Regions from separate parts of the Sus scrofa genome. Here region 1 is linked to region 2. A link is a contact called in public HiChIP or PLAC-seq data. All regions are on one chromosome and are shown on one strand. The core of a region is the stretch at or near the end of the contact, and the rest is flanking DNA. Distances in the headings are between cores, read along the strand shown.

What was found. HiChIP or PLAC-seq counts read pairs in DNA pulled down with a chosen protein or histone mark.
Region 1: an H3K27ac HiChIP or PLAC-seq map of alveolar macrophages shows a contact between it and region 2. The contact joins the promoter of ZNF322 here to the promoter of ABT1 in region 2. A contact is called at or near these places in 3 of 5 promoter capture datasets (fetal liver, fetal skeletal muscle and liver), 2 of 47 Hi-C or Micro-C datasets (blood and liver) and 1 of 2 datasets of contacts at active chromatin or transcription factors (alveolar macrophages).

Annotation. Positions count from the first base shown.
Region 1 is chr7:21,139,971-21,146,371 of Sscrofa11.1, forward strand. It overlaps ZNF322 (zinc finger protein 322), which reads right to left and starts at 3,434. Exons shown (of 2, transcript XM_021099814.1): 1 at 3,262-3,434.
Region 2 is chr7:21,021,106-21,027,388 of Sscrofa11.1, forward strand. ABT1 (activator of basal transcription 1) reads left to right here and starts at 3,536. Exons shown (of 3, transcript XM_001926306.7): 1 at 3,536-3,822; 2 at 4,503-4,708; 3 at 4,865-6,283. The coding sequence starts at 3,591. The coding sequence ends at 5,245. LOC102162475 (a long non-coding RNA gene) reads right to left here and starts at 3,452. Exons shown (of 2, transcript XR_002346131.1): 1 at 3,323-3,452; 2 at 1,198-1,999. TRNAY-GUA (a tRNA gene) reads left to right here and starts at 392; the gene lies at 392-481. It overlaps TRNAY-GUA (a tRNA gene), which reads left to right and starts at 857; the gene lies at 857-945.

The sequences.
Region 1 (6,401 bases), core at 2,184-4,683, 120 kb after region 2:
CCACGTTGCTGTGGCGTAGGCTGTGGCTGTGGCGCAGGCTGTGGCTGTGGCATAGGCCGGCAGCTGTAGCTCCAATTAGACCCCCCCAGCCTGGAAACTTCCATATACCCCATGTGCAGCCCTTTAAAAAAAAAAAAAAAGAATGCTCAAACTCTGGAATCAGATTTTGGCTCAAATTCTCACTGAGCTCTTTTGTAGCTGTGAGAACTTGGGTAAGTTACTTCCTTTAGCATCAACTTCCCTTTTAATAAAATAGGTAAGTTACTTGTCTTACAGAGTTGCTATGAGCGCTAAGACACTTCAATAAAGGACTTGGCTCAATGCCTGGGTCTCAAGAGACGCTCAATAAATGATAGGTTCTATTATTTTCTTAATTTCATCTTTACATTCACAAAAACTCTAATATTTGAGCCCATCCTCTGTGTCTGCCTCTTATGCAAAGCCTTGTTCAAAATCCGTTTAAAATAATTAACTAAATAATATAATAACTCAAACAGTTAATGATTAATAGGAAGATTATGCAAAAACTAGAAAAACATTTATGGAGAAATGTTAGGAGGAAAAGGAAGAATTCAGAATCACAACTAAGTAAAGATATGCAGCCATATAAACAAATACCCACTCTAAGATGGTAGGTTTATGGGAGTTTCATCTCTTAAAATATGTATTATTGCTAAGGTAAAAAGGAGAGCGGAATGGAAATAAAAGACTGAGCATGGTCAGAGCTTGGTAAATGAATTAGAATGTTCCCTAATTTTATCAGCCCAGGGTATCATATTTGTCCTAAATAGCCAATAAACTGTAGGGCACCAAGAAGAAAAACGAAAAATAAGGAAATCATTTTCTTATTCATATCTTGGTCTTTTAGATGTCAGTACCTAGAAAATAAAATACAGTCTGGTTGGCAAAACTTAAAGTAAATCATGACCCTTCCCTAGTTCAAAATACTGTAACTGATTCCTACCACACTAAGAATAAAATCTCACGTCTTCACTGCTCTACATAACATGGTACCTCCACCCAGCTTCAGCCTCAGAGAACACATCAGACCCTTTACACTTGCTCCTTCCGCCTAGATTGCGCTTCCCCCAAATAGCTTGTTCCTTGATTTGATTCAAGTCCTAACTGAAAACTATTTCCTAAAAAGATGTATACCCTGACTACTTTATCGAAAATAGCTATACCCCCCCCAGCCTGTTTTCCCTCCCGAGCACTTATCACCCCACTTTGTGGTATATATTTATATCTGTTAATTTGTTTCTTTCTCAGGGTTAGCACTTTGTCTTTTGTTCATTGCAATATTCCAAGGGTCTGGGATATATTTGTTGAGTGAAGGAAAAATATGAGTGAATATCAGAACGAAAAAGAGCCATCCTCATCCTCTGGGCCCCAGCAACAATATAACAGGCTAAACAAGTAGCCCTGACTGGTCTATCTGGCAAACTCAAATATATCCTTCAAAGATCCTTCTCTAAGAGGTTTTTCTTATGTCATCCTAGGAAAAGACTATTCCCCTCTTCCATGGCTAGGGTCAGAATGTACAGAATAGGCAGGCAGGCAGGCAATGTTAAGTCCAAGCAGACAGGCTGAGCATAGAACTTCAAAGTCCAAGGCTTTCCTTACAGTTAAGGGATGTCTGGGACAAGCAGATAAAGTCAATAAAGCATTAGCTAAAGAACAGATAATGCTTACTGTATCAGGCCCTAGGTTAGGAATTATCTCCTTTATCTTTCCTTGATTACATGGATAATCTCATTTAATCTTCCCAAGAACACTGTGAAATAGGTATTAATACCATGTTTGTACCTTACAGAAAACCTGAGGCTGAGGGCAGTTAAATAACCAAGCAAGAACTCAGCAGCAGGGCCAGTATTTAAATCTCTATCTTCTGACTCCAAGGCCTGCCTAAGTTAATTGAGCATACTGCCTTTTGGGGGCTGAAAATCAATCACAAATTAATTACTAAAAGCCTACTGTGAATGAGCATGCTGGAAAGCAGTAGAAAACACACTTAAATTGGCAGGAGAGAACTCAGTTTTATCACTCTGTTATCTCAAGAACTAAGAAAGGGTCATTCCCTTTTTCAGTGTATCTTTTCCCATTCCTTCTTGTCCTCTCCCAGCCTCCTCTCCCTCATTAAAAATCCACCATTTATATAGAAACATACAGCTTGATATACTACTTACCGTAACAACAGAGACTTAAGACTGTTTCCTTTTGGCTCCAAAAGGTCTCTAGACCATAACTAAGCCCAACACTCAAGTCTTCCCTCTCCTAGAGAAAAAAAAATCAATAACGTAGAAAATAATTTTTGTTATTTTCTAAAAACGAAATTTATCATTTTTCTGGAGCTAGACATCAAAAAATTGGTCCCATTTATACTCCCCGCTCTAATCAATATCCTTCGACCATAACTTACTTTTTTCTACCTTTGCTTACATTGTTTTTCTTGCAAGAAGTACCTGACACTAGCAGCCATCGATCCCTTCGCAAACAGCTCCCAACATCCAGAACCCTTCTGAGTAAGGACTAACTTTAATTTCATAGTAAAGCCCTGAGTCCTGTTCTACTTGTTCTAATTTTTCTTCTCCGTAAAGTGTATTACCGCAACTTCTGAGGTCAATGACCCTTGTTCTACCACTATAAACCTCAACATGCAGTTGATAAGTGCATAAGATACAAAATTATATATAACGCCGTTTCCAAAAATGGTCATTCGAGTAATCAAACCAGATTCCCTGCATACAGATTCGACTGCAACATGACCAATTTGCATTAAAGATGCGGGTGGGCGGTGGGTGGGGAACTCCATTCAACGTCCATAGGGGCTTTTTCCCCCAAAATAAAAGACACAGATCGCTTAGAAAACTGTCTGGCAGTGTTTACTATTATTATCTTCAGGAACGATAGTACTAAGCTTCTCTTCTTTCAACTTTTCATTGACCACCTTTCAGTCCGCCGTCAGGGGGTTCCCAGACCCCACAGGGTCGCGAGCAACGGGGGCTGCTCCTACGAGGCAGAGGCCTGGGGGGGGGGGGTGTCTCCGGTCCCGCTGGACTCCTGCCCCATCCCTGGCTCCGCAGGCCATGCCCCTCCCAGGCCCCGCGGGCCGCGCTTACCCCAGCAGCAGCGGCACCGCCCCTCCGCCTGGAACGGCACTTCCGGTTACTCTCCGGACACTCGGATTTGGGCTTCCCGGCGGCCGCAAACTGCGGGCAGTGAATCTAAGGGCCCACCTTCGGGAAAAGAAGGAAAGCAAACCTGTGAGGCCAACGAGAGCCAGAAGCAGCTCCCTTTGCGCGGCTCGGCGAGAGCAGTTGGGGCCAGGCCATCCAGTGGGCGCTTTCAGGGCCGACAAGGCGAGCTACCCTTGTCCTTTCAGCCTGGCCGGGAAGCTGCAGGCGCAGCCCCGCCCCCGCGAATCACATGATCATCCCTGGTTCAGCAACTAGGGCTCTCCACCCCCGGCCTCTGGGCCAATAGGGGCCGAGCCTCTGGAACAGGGGCGGGGCCCCGGGGCGCCTGCGCTCCCGGGCCCTTACTGTTTCCGGGCGGAGCGGGCCAGGACTTTACTTAGGGGTTCTTTCTGACGCGGCGAATGTCCGCGATTGACGAGAGGTCCTCGCTGCCAACTTGTCTAAGGAGAAGCAAAGCTGTTTAATATTAGTTGCCGACTTCTGTTTCCTCAAGGCTGCTGAATGAGGTTTCGAAGCAGGAGTAGCGTCAAAAGAGATGGATGTCGCCGACCCTGAGGAAAACACCCCGAAGGATCTGGAAGAAATAGAGGATCCCAAAGCACAGTGGAAGCGCACTGTCACCGAAGATGTGGCCAGAGAGATGGATGAAATGCTTTAAAAGGGGGGTGGTGTTGTCTTTGTGTGGGTGGAGAAAACTGCGGAGGAGGATAGGACTGCTCTGATAGTAAGAGGTTTCTCAGCCATTTCTGATTGTGTTTCTGGGCTAGAATCATCTTAAGTAATATCCTGAGTTTGGGTTGTAGCAGAAATGAGGTTTCCTTCAGAATGAAGTAAATATATAAACATATGTATGTATATATAAAAATACCTCCTACTGTTCAATCTTTCAATGAAAAAAGAAGTTTCCTAAAAGCCCTCAGACATCAAAAGGAAAGGATGAGTATGAGAAATGTAGAGGGCTGAAGCCTGGATAATGTGACCAAGGTCTTGGATTGGGAAGAAAAAACTTGAGGTTAGGGAATGGTGAGGGTCTTAACAGTTATATAGTTAATTCATATGGGTTAATGAGTTAAATCACGATTAACTAATCATGTTCCTAATTCTGGAATTCTTTCCCAGAGGATCTGCACCTTAGTTTTATGTTTGTTTTTAATGAAAATTTCCAAGTAGGCCCAAAATATTCTATCCAGAGCCATTTTAATACTTGGAATAATTTTAATACTTTAGAGTATATGTTCCAGACATTGTTCTCTGCATTTTCCATATATTATCTAACTTATAACAAATTCTATGAGATGTTTATTATTTTTATCTTAGGAGAAAACTGGTGCAGGAAGAGATTAACTTACTCAAAATCACACATTTATTAACTAGTGAATCTGAAATTTTGAACAGTCCCACCAGAGCTCATGCTTGCTATCATTGTACAAATATGGCTACATCAAGAGTGGTGACTGTATTGTAGAAATGTACTGAAACAAGAATTAAGTGAACTGAGTTCTGATCCCTGCACTGCATATAAGAAAGTATCAGTAAGTGTTGAACTGTTCAGCTTTTTCCTTAAAGATACACTGACCTGAGCAAAGTGTTCATTAGATTCATTGTGGTATTCACTCAACAAATGTTTATTGAGTGCTTCCAATTCACCTGACATCATGCTGAGTATTAGGAATTTAAGGCAGGAAAGACGCAATCCTATTCCTCTATTGGTTCACAACCTGCTGTGGAGACAGCAGGTATCATAAATGGTGTGGTAGAGGTGAAAGTTGCATTAGGTAGTGTGGAAGCAGAGAAAAGGAGCATTTGTTTGAGAGTGGGTCAGACATGACTCTGTAGAACATGGGGCATGAGGTGAAGCTTGAAGGAATAGAAGTAAGTAGTTGAAGATGGGACTGGAATAGAAGATTGGAACTAAGTCAGATATTTTAATGTGATTTCAACTAATGGACTTTATATTGTAGGAACTGAGAATTCATTCATGGAATAGCTCAATTACCCCCAAACTTAAAATCTTCAGAAGTACGATTTTTAGTTGTAGGTATAGAGAGAAGCAAAACAGGAAGCCTGGAGACTTATAATAAGGAGCAGTCAGGAGATCAAGAACATGAACAAAAATGGGTCATGGCAACCAAGGGAATAGAGCTAAAGGCTATTGAGAGCAATGTCAAATATTATGAAGAGATCAGAAGAGATGGTAAAGAATACTGGATAAGGTTTACGTGATATTCATTGTGTTCTAGGCACTGTTACAAGCACTTTATGGTATTAGCTCAATCATCCAACAACCCTGTGTGCTTTAATCCTCACAATAACACCATATTATAGATGAGGAAGATAAGTGATTAGGCAAGACGATGCAGCTGATAAGAGGCAGGATGGGGGTTGGAAGCCTGTAGTCTGGCTTCTGAATCTGTTCTTATTACCACTACCCTATCCTGCCTCTCTAAATAGAGGCTTTGTGGAGTTTAGGAATCAAGAGATTTTCATCTTTAGTAAGGGCAGCTACTGTGAAGTGGGTGGAAAGGTAAATAGGGGATGAAGACAGTGTCCTATATTCTTTAAGAAGCTTGGCTATGAAGATGAAGAAAGACAGACTATGTCTAACATAGAACACAGGACTTAAAATGAGCAGGGCCTTCAGGGTGGGGGAGATTTTAACATGTTGCCAAAGGGAAAAAAGTTAATAGGATGAGGAATCAGGAAAGGGATGTTTGATGTAGAGAGGCCACTTAGAAGATAGGAGAGGCTGGGGTCTGCAATACAGAGAGGAGTTAGCCTTGAATGGGAGAAGGAATCTGAAATTCGAGCAGGGAAATATATCTGCATGGCTTTGGTCTTGTTCAGAAAGCCTTACTTTTAGAATTTGAAGGGAAGAACCCCAATGAGCTGAATTCATCGGGCTCTCATCTGTTCTATTAGTCATTCACCAGAACCCTGCTTCAGAGGAGTTATCTTCTTCTCACAAGAAATATCTTCTGATTTTACCCAAATATTAAAGCCAGTAATATATTTTTAGAAAATAAATCACCATGTTAATTTCAACAATTCCAATAGAATAGCATTGCTGTTTTTCACCTTCTGATTTCCCAGGCTACCTCACATTTTCCCACAGAAGTATACCAAGCAATAGGAGAATGAACAAGTGCCTCAGAGTGGCTTGTCACAGTTGTAAAATTAATTTGGGCCCTTCATTTTGTCTTTAAA
Region 2 (6,283 bases), core at 2,286-4,785:
TACTATCTTAGAATTCACATGGAAGTTTAACCAGTTGTTAAACTATTGACTCAACTCTAAACTTACTGCTCCGAACTGAATTGCGTTCTTCACAAATCCAAATGTGACTGTATTTGGAATAAGAAAGTAAATAAGGTAAACGAAGTTTTTTTTTTGGGGGGGGGGGCTTAAATGTCGTAAATGTATAACCCAAAGGATTTTAACCATTTATTAAACCTATGATACCAACTACCCAGATTAATTACACAGAGCATATTCAATATCGAAAAAGACCGTTAAATTTCATCATACTTTTTTTTTGGATTATACTTTTAAAAGTATTAATATTATCAGAATAGAAACCGTCTGTAGACATTATTTTAGGAATTCTAAAAAAGCCTATAAAGGCAGTCCTTCGATAGCTCAGTTGGTAGAGCGGAGGACTGTAGGTACCATGGAGTTGGTTATCCTTAGGTCGCTGGTTCGAATCCGGCTCGAAGGACAGGACTTTTGAAAATCGTAAATCAAAAAAGATAAACCCATTCAAGTTGGATCTTTACCAAACGTATGCTCAGTCTATGTCTAGTAGAATTCACTGACGAGAACCGTTTCACCACTTTTGATTGAGCGGATGGGACAGCAAGAATAAGGGTGATGGTCCTATCTACATTATGCCCTAGAGAGTGGGATAACGAATTAAAACACAAACCTTTAGTATTCAGAGGCATGAATTATCTAATATACTTCCATAATTACTAACCATATAAGCTTTAGAATATTTCCAGCAGGCTTCATGTTTGCCTCTATTTTTTAAATAGACCTATAGTTAAAACTATTAAAGATTATTTAAGGTATTTTAAGAAAAACTCTCACAGTTCCTTCGATAGCTCAGTTGGTAGAGCGGAGGACTGTAGGTGTTTCATCATGGTCATCCTTAGGTCGCTGGTTCGAATCCGGCTCGAAGGACTTACCTTTTTGAAAGGTTTGTCATCTTGATACTGAAGCCAGAGAGCTAAAGTTGAACACGGAGCCGTTCTTTATACTCAGAGATGATCTTGTATGACTGAGTAGCAAAGGCTGTCAACAGAAGTTGCTTCACCGAAGGTCCATGGGGTAGCTAAAGATGCAGTCTCTAGGAAGTCTGCCTTTTTTCACTGAGTTGAGAAGGGGTTTATGGGTAATGAGAAGGTCGCCCCTAGCACAATATTTTCACTTTAATTTTTTTTTTTTTTTTGAGGTTCGGTGGCCCTTTAGAGCTCCCTGTTGAGACGTCTGTGAATATTTTATCAATGACAATTTCAAATAAGCCCAAGGAAGAGGTAACATAAATTATCATTGTAGCCATCACACTGGCACAACTGACATCATCCACTCCCCCACAAGACTCCCTTCCCCACCCCCATTCTTTGAGGCAATCCCAAGAGGTACTTTCATTTAATTGACTATTGCTTAATGTTTTGAAAACGTTGGTGTTAAGAAAAGCAGGACCTAGTTTGCTCCTCTCATTGTCCTCTCCCCACTCCAAAAAAGAAGGCAAAGAGATAGTTCTCGTCAATAAAATTAATGCAAGAGGCGTGTGAGAACTCGAAAGTCTACTTTATTATACCTTTAGACCATTCCATCAAAGAAAGCGGTGCCGCGTTAACTTTGTAAATATACTTGGAGGCCTGTCCAACAATGGCTGTTATCCTCAAACTCCTCCGCATTCCAGGGCCGGGCCCCTTGCAGTAGGCCCCAAGGGGACCCAGAGGACCCGCCGCACCTTAAGGATGAGGATTGCGCCCCCTAGTGGGCGCGTCACGGGGGTAAAAAGCGGCCTCGGGTTTGGTGAAGGCACAGCTCTCAGGGCCCAGCCATCAGCTGGGTACAGCGTGGGCTGTGGCAGTTCTTGTGATGAATGGCTTCAACGCACAGTGAAAATCAGTCTGTGATCTAAGGGCAAATCTTTTGTCAGGGAGGGGAAATGTCCCCCTCTACTCCTCGAGATCTTGTGGTTGGACACGCCGCAATAAAATTGATACTAGATATTAACAGGAGAGAAAGAAACAATTTTAATTCATGAGCCTGGAGGTCTCATAGAAACGGCACCTAAGAAGTGGCCAAAGCAGACAGCTTTTACACTTTTTAGACAAAGAAACAATAAATTTATGAGGAACTGACAGGATAGAGAAACGCTGGTTCCCAATTAGTGAAGGCTCAAGTAGAATTTGGACTTGGGGTACTAAATTAAAGTACGGTTTATGCATCCTTAGCCAAGAATTCTCTCTCTTTGGTGATAATGGTGTCCTTCTACCCCCAAATGCAGGGAGTGCACATTTCACATGAGAGATTTATTTCCTGCTTTCAGGGAAACAGAAAGAAGTGTTAGAGAGTTCCCCTTGTATTGACCATGTCTTCAGTAAACATTAATTCAAAATAACCAATATGCCATTCAGGCACATTTTGGGGTGGCCCACCCTGGGCCCTCAAACCGTGAAAATAAGTCCCAGAGAGAATAAAGCTCGGTGATCCAGGAGGGGGCCTAAATCAGGACCATGTACACATTTGACGACAGGTATTTGTAACGTAAGTATAAATATGAATCATGTATCAATACAAACGTAAAACAGGCACCAAATAAGTTTTTTTTAAAAGAAATAATCGTCATGCATTCAAAATTTTTAGACATCTTACAAAATCAAATTTTATTTTTGTCTTTTTGCCTTTTCTAGGGCCGCACCCGCGGCATGTGGAGGTTCCCAGGCTAGGGGTCTAATCGGAGCTGTCGCCGCCAGCCTACTCCAGGGCCACAGCAACGCGGGCTCCGAGCCGCGTCTGCAACCTACACCACAGCTCAAGACAACGCCGGATCCTGAACCTACTGAGCAAGGCAAGGGATCAAACCCGCAACCTCATGGTTCCTAGTTGGCTTCGTTAACCACTGCGCCACGATGGGAACTTCACAAAATCAAATTTAAAAATATTTTAAAATAAATTTTTTTAAACTAATAGCTCACAAATGAAATTTTCAAAAATGTAGCCAGATTTCCAAAACTTATATTTCCAAAGTTAGGTTACATTTCCAAACTTCAATTTGAAATCTTCAAATCCCTAAGTTAAATTTTGAAAAATAATTAAAATTTCAAAACTCAATTAATTAATTAAAAAAACTGAAATTTAAGTAAACTTTACAAATTGCGTCATCCCCCAACCTGAGTCGCACCTGAGCCCCTTGGGTAAAATACTATGTTGTGTTCTTGCTAGAACACAGAGTCCTCCAAAATTTCCGGAAGAGCCCTCCTCATCCCATCTTTTTACATTTCACCAAGGAGTTCTGTACTGTAAGTTGTACTTGGTGGTCTACCTCTCCAGTTCTGCCTCTTCAGCTCAGGAGTCAAGTCATTTCGCCTCTCCTAATCCTCTGATGCTGCTCCCTTGCTTCGAATCTCCCGGCTGACCCGGGGCCCACTTCCGCCGTCGCCGTTAGGCCTGGAACCGCCCGTTCCGAACAATCCTGTTCTTTCATTTGTCAACCCCTGGACAAACCCCGCCCCCTCGACGCAGGAAGTCGTAAACGGTGCGCGTCAGAGGCGCGGCGCCTTACGGCTGTCTTGCTTTACTTACCGGCAAGCATGGAGGCAGAGGAGTCGAATAAGGAAGCCGCTGTGTTGGAGCCTGTGGAAGGGAACGACCAGAAACCAGAAGCAGAGGAGGAATCTGAAGAAACGGCTGGCGGCAGCAAGAAACGGGTAGTGCCGGGTATTGTGTACCTGGGCCACATCCCACCCCGGTTTAGGCCTTTGCACGTACGGAACCTTCTTAGCGCCTACGGCGAGGTCGGGCGTGTGTTTTTCCAGCCGGAAGGTAAGTGCTGAGGCAGTGGTGATGAGGGGTGGAGGGTGATGCTTGCAGATGGTGAGCACACAGTGCGTGTCCTGTTGCCTCGGCTGCGCGGATCCCAGGCACGAACCGAGCCGGGGCCCCGCGTGTGGCTTTTTTAGTAAATAGGTAGTCCACACTTTCCTTAGGAGGTGGGCCTGAGGTGTGGTTAGCGCAGTATGACTAGTTGAGCCTTAGTTTTCGAATAGCTAACTTTTAGATTTTAATTTCGGCTTCCCCAATCCCTCTTTCCCGAGACGAATTTACCAGTTTGTTAAATGGGTATAGCCTGCAGTAAAATCCCAGTGGCTTTTCCACAAAACTGAACATAACCCTTTGCCATCGCGGTCCAGGTCAAAAGACGGTATACGTACGGTCAGCCGTCTGCAACTTCTTATAACCCTAAATTGGAATTAGGGTTAGAGGGCCATGCTGGTTTTATATAGAATGTTCAGGGCAGATCTGATTAAGGAGTTGACATCTGAGCAAAGGATTGAATTAGACAAGGGAGAAAGGGTGGACCTTTCAGTTCTCCTTTTCTGAGCAAAGATCTTGGGGTGGGATCCTGGCCCTTGGGCAGATTTGGAGACTTCGGCAAGTGGAAGGTACAATTGAGTGGGTGCTGCGTCGGCTTGCTTGACCACTGCTCTCCCTTTGGCTCGCAGACGGCTTCGTGAGGCGCAAAAAGAAGGCAGCAGCAGCCTCCACCACAGGAGGGAAAAAGCGTTCCAAGTACAGCAAGGACTACACCGAGGGCTGGGTGGAGTTCCGAGACAAGCGAGTAGCCAAGCGTGTGGCGGCCAGTCTGCACAACACGCCCATGGGCTCCCGCAGGCGCAGTCCCTTCCGTTATGACCTGTGGAACCTCAAGGTGAGGGCATTGGCTTGTCTACCCCACAGCTCATACTCCTGCCTTCCCAGCCCCAGCCCTTGGACCTCTATAACCTCTCGGTGGCCCTGTTCCTCCCATCTCTTCTCCATCTCTGACCTGCCCTACCCAGATCTTCTCTTGTTTTCCTGTCCACAGTACCTGCACCGTTTTACTTGGTCCCACCTCAGCGAGCATCTTGCCTTTGAGCGCCAGGTGCGCAGGCAGCGCCTGAGGGCGGAGGTTGCCCAGGCCAAACGTGAGACTGACTTCTATCTTCGAAGTGTGGAGCGTGGACAGCGTTTCCTTGCTGCTGATGGGGACTCTACCCGCCCGAATGGCTCCTGGGCCTTCGCCCAGCGTCCTACTGAGCAGGAGTTGAGAGCCCGGAAAGCAGCTCGGCCAGGAGGACGTGAACGGGCTCGCCTGGCTAATGCTGAGGAACAGGCCCGCTCCAATCGAGGGCTTCTTGCCAGGATCTTTGGAGCCCCTGCACCCTCAGAGAGCTTGGAGGACTCCTCTCTGGTCAGGAACTCTTGAGGGGCAGAGAGGCTTCTTCCACCTCTTAGCCCAGCCCTGCATCCTGTCTACATGATATTTACTACCCAGGTGGACATTTTATTGTGTTTCTCAGCAGGAGTCTCTGATGCGTGCTCAGGCATAGGAGTGTTGTCAGCCTCCCCAAACTCCTGTACATGCCTGGCTGGGGCACTTAGTTCCTACTAGCATGATTATAACTACTGTAGACGCCTGTTTTGTCTTGTTTGATTCTTAGCTGCCTGCCTCCTGCCCATCGAAGCCCTCTAAAAATCCTACTTTCTGGCTCCAGAAAGAGCTCTTGCTTTGAGCTAGAGTGATAATGGCTGGTCTAGACAGCTGTTTACCAGCCACAGGTACTGGGTAGCAATGATATCCTTTTTATTTAGAAAAGACTAATAGGGACAGGGACTAATGAGGTAGGAGTGGCGTGGGTGACCCCTTCCAAATGTATTTATAGAAAAGAAAAAAGTATATATTTGATATGCCTTTGTAGTTTATAGGGGGTGGGGATGGTCATTGGATAAGTTCCACCTTCTTTCTGTGTACTGGTCACTCACCTTCACGCCATGTCCTGGTCTAAGAGTCTCCCCTGCTCCCCAACCTTTTCTATATAATCACTTTCGTAGGCCATGTTGTTAATCCTTATTGATTTCAGCATTTACTAAATCACTGTGTGAGGATATAGAGTGACAGTGGGTAATAACACATGGCCCTTCTACTAAAAAAAGACAGGTGTTTAAGAAATAAGTATACAGAAGTACTACAGATACCATGGTAGATGTGCATAAGGGGTAGAGTGGGGCCATGGGAGGGAATGGTTGGCTTTTTCTGGGAAGTTAGACAGTGCTCTCAATGTGTTGTTGATTTCTGATCATTCTTCTGAGATAGGTCAGTTTTCACCATGTTTTTCAGATCATTCCTGAAAGGTGAACAGAAGTCTGTAAGGGCCTAGTGAACTCTTAACATTATAAACAAAACTCTAGATGGAGTGTTGGGTTCAAACCATTGTAAAGACAGGGAATGCCTAAGAGGTAGTTG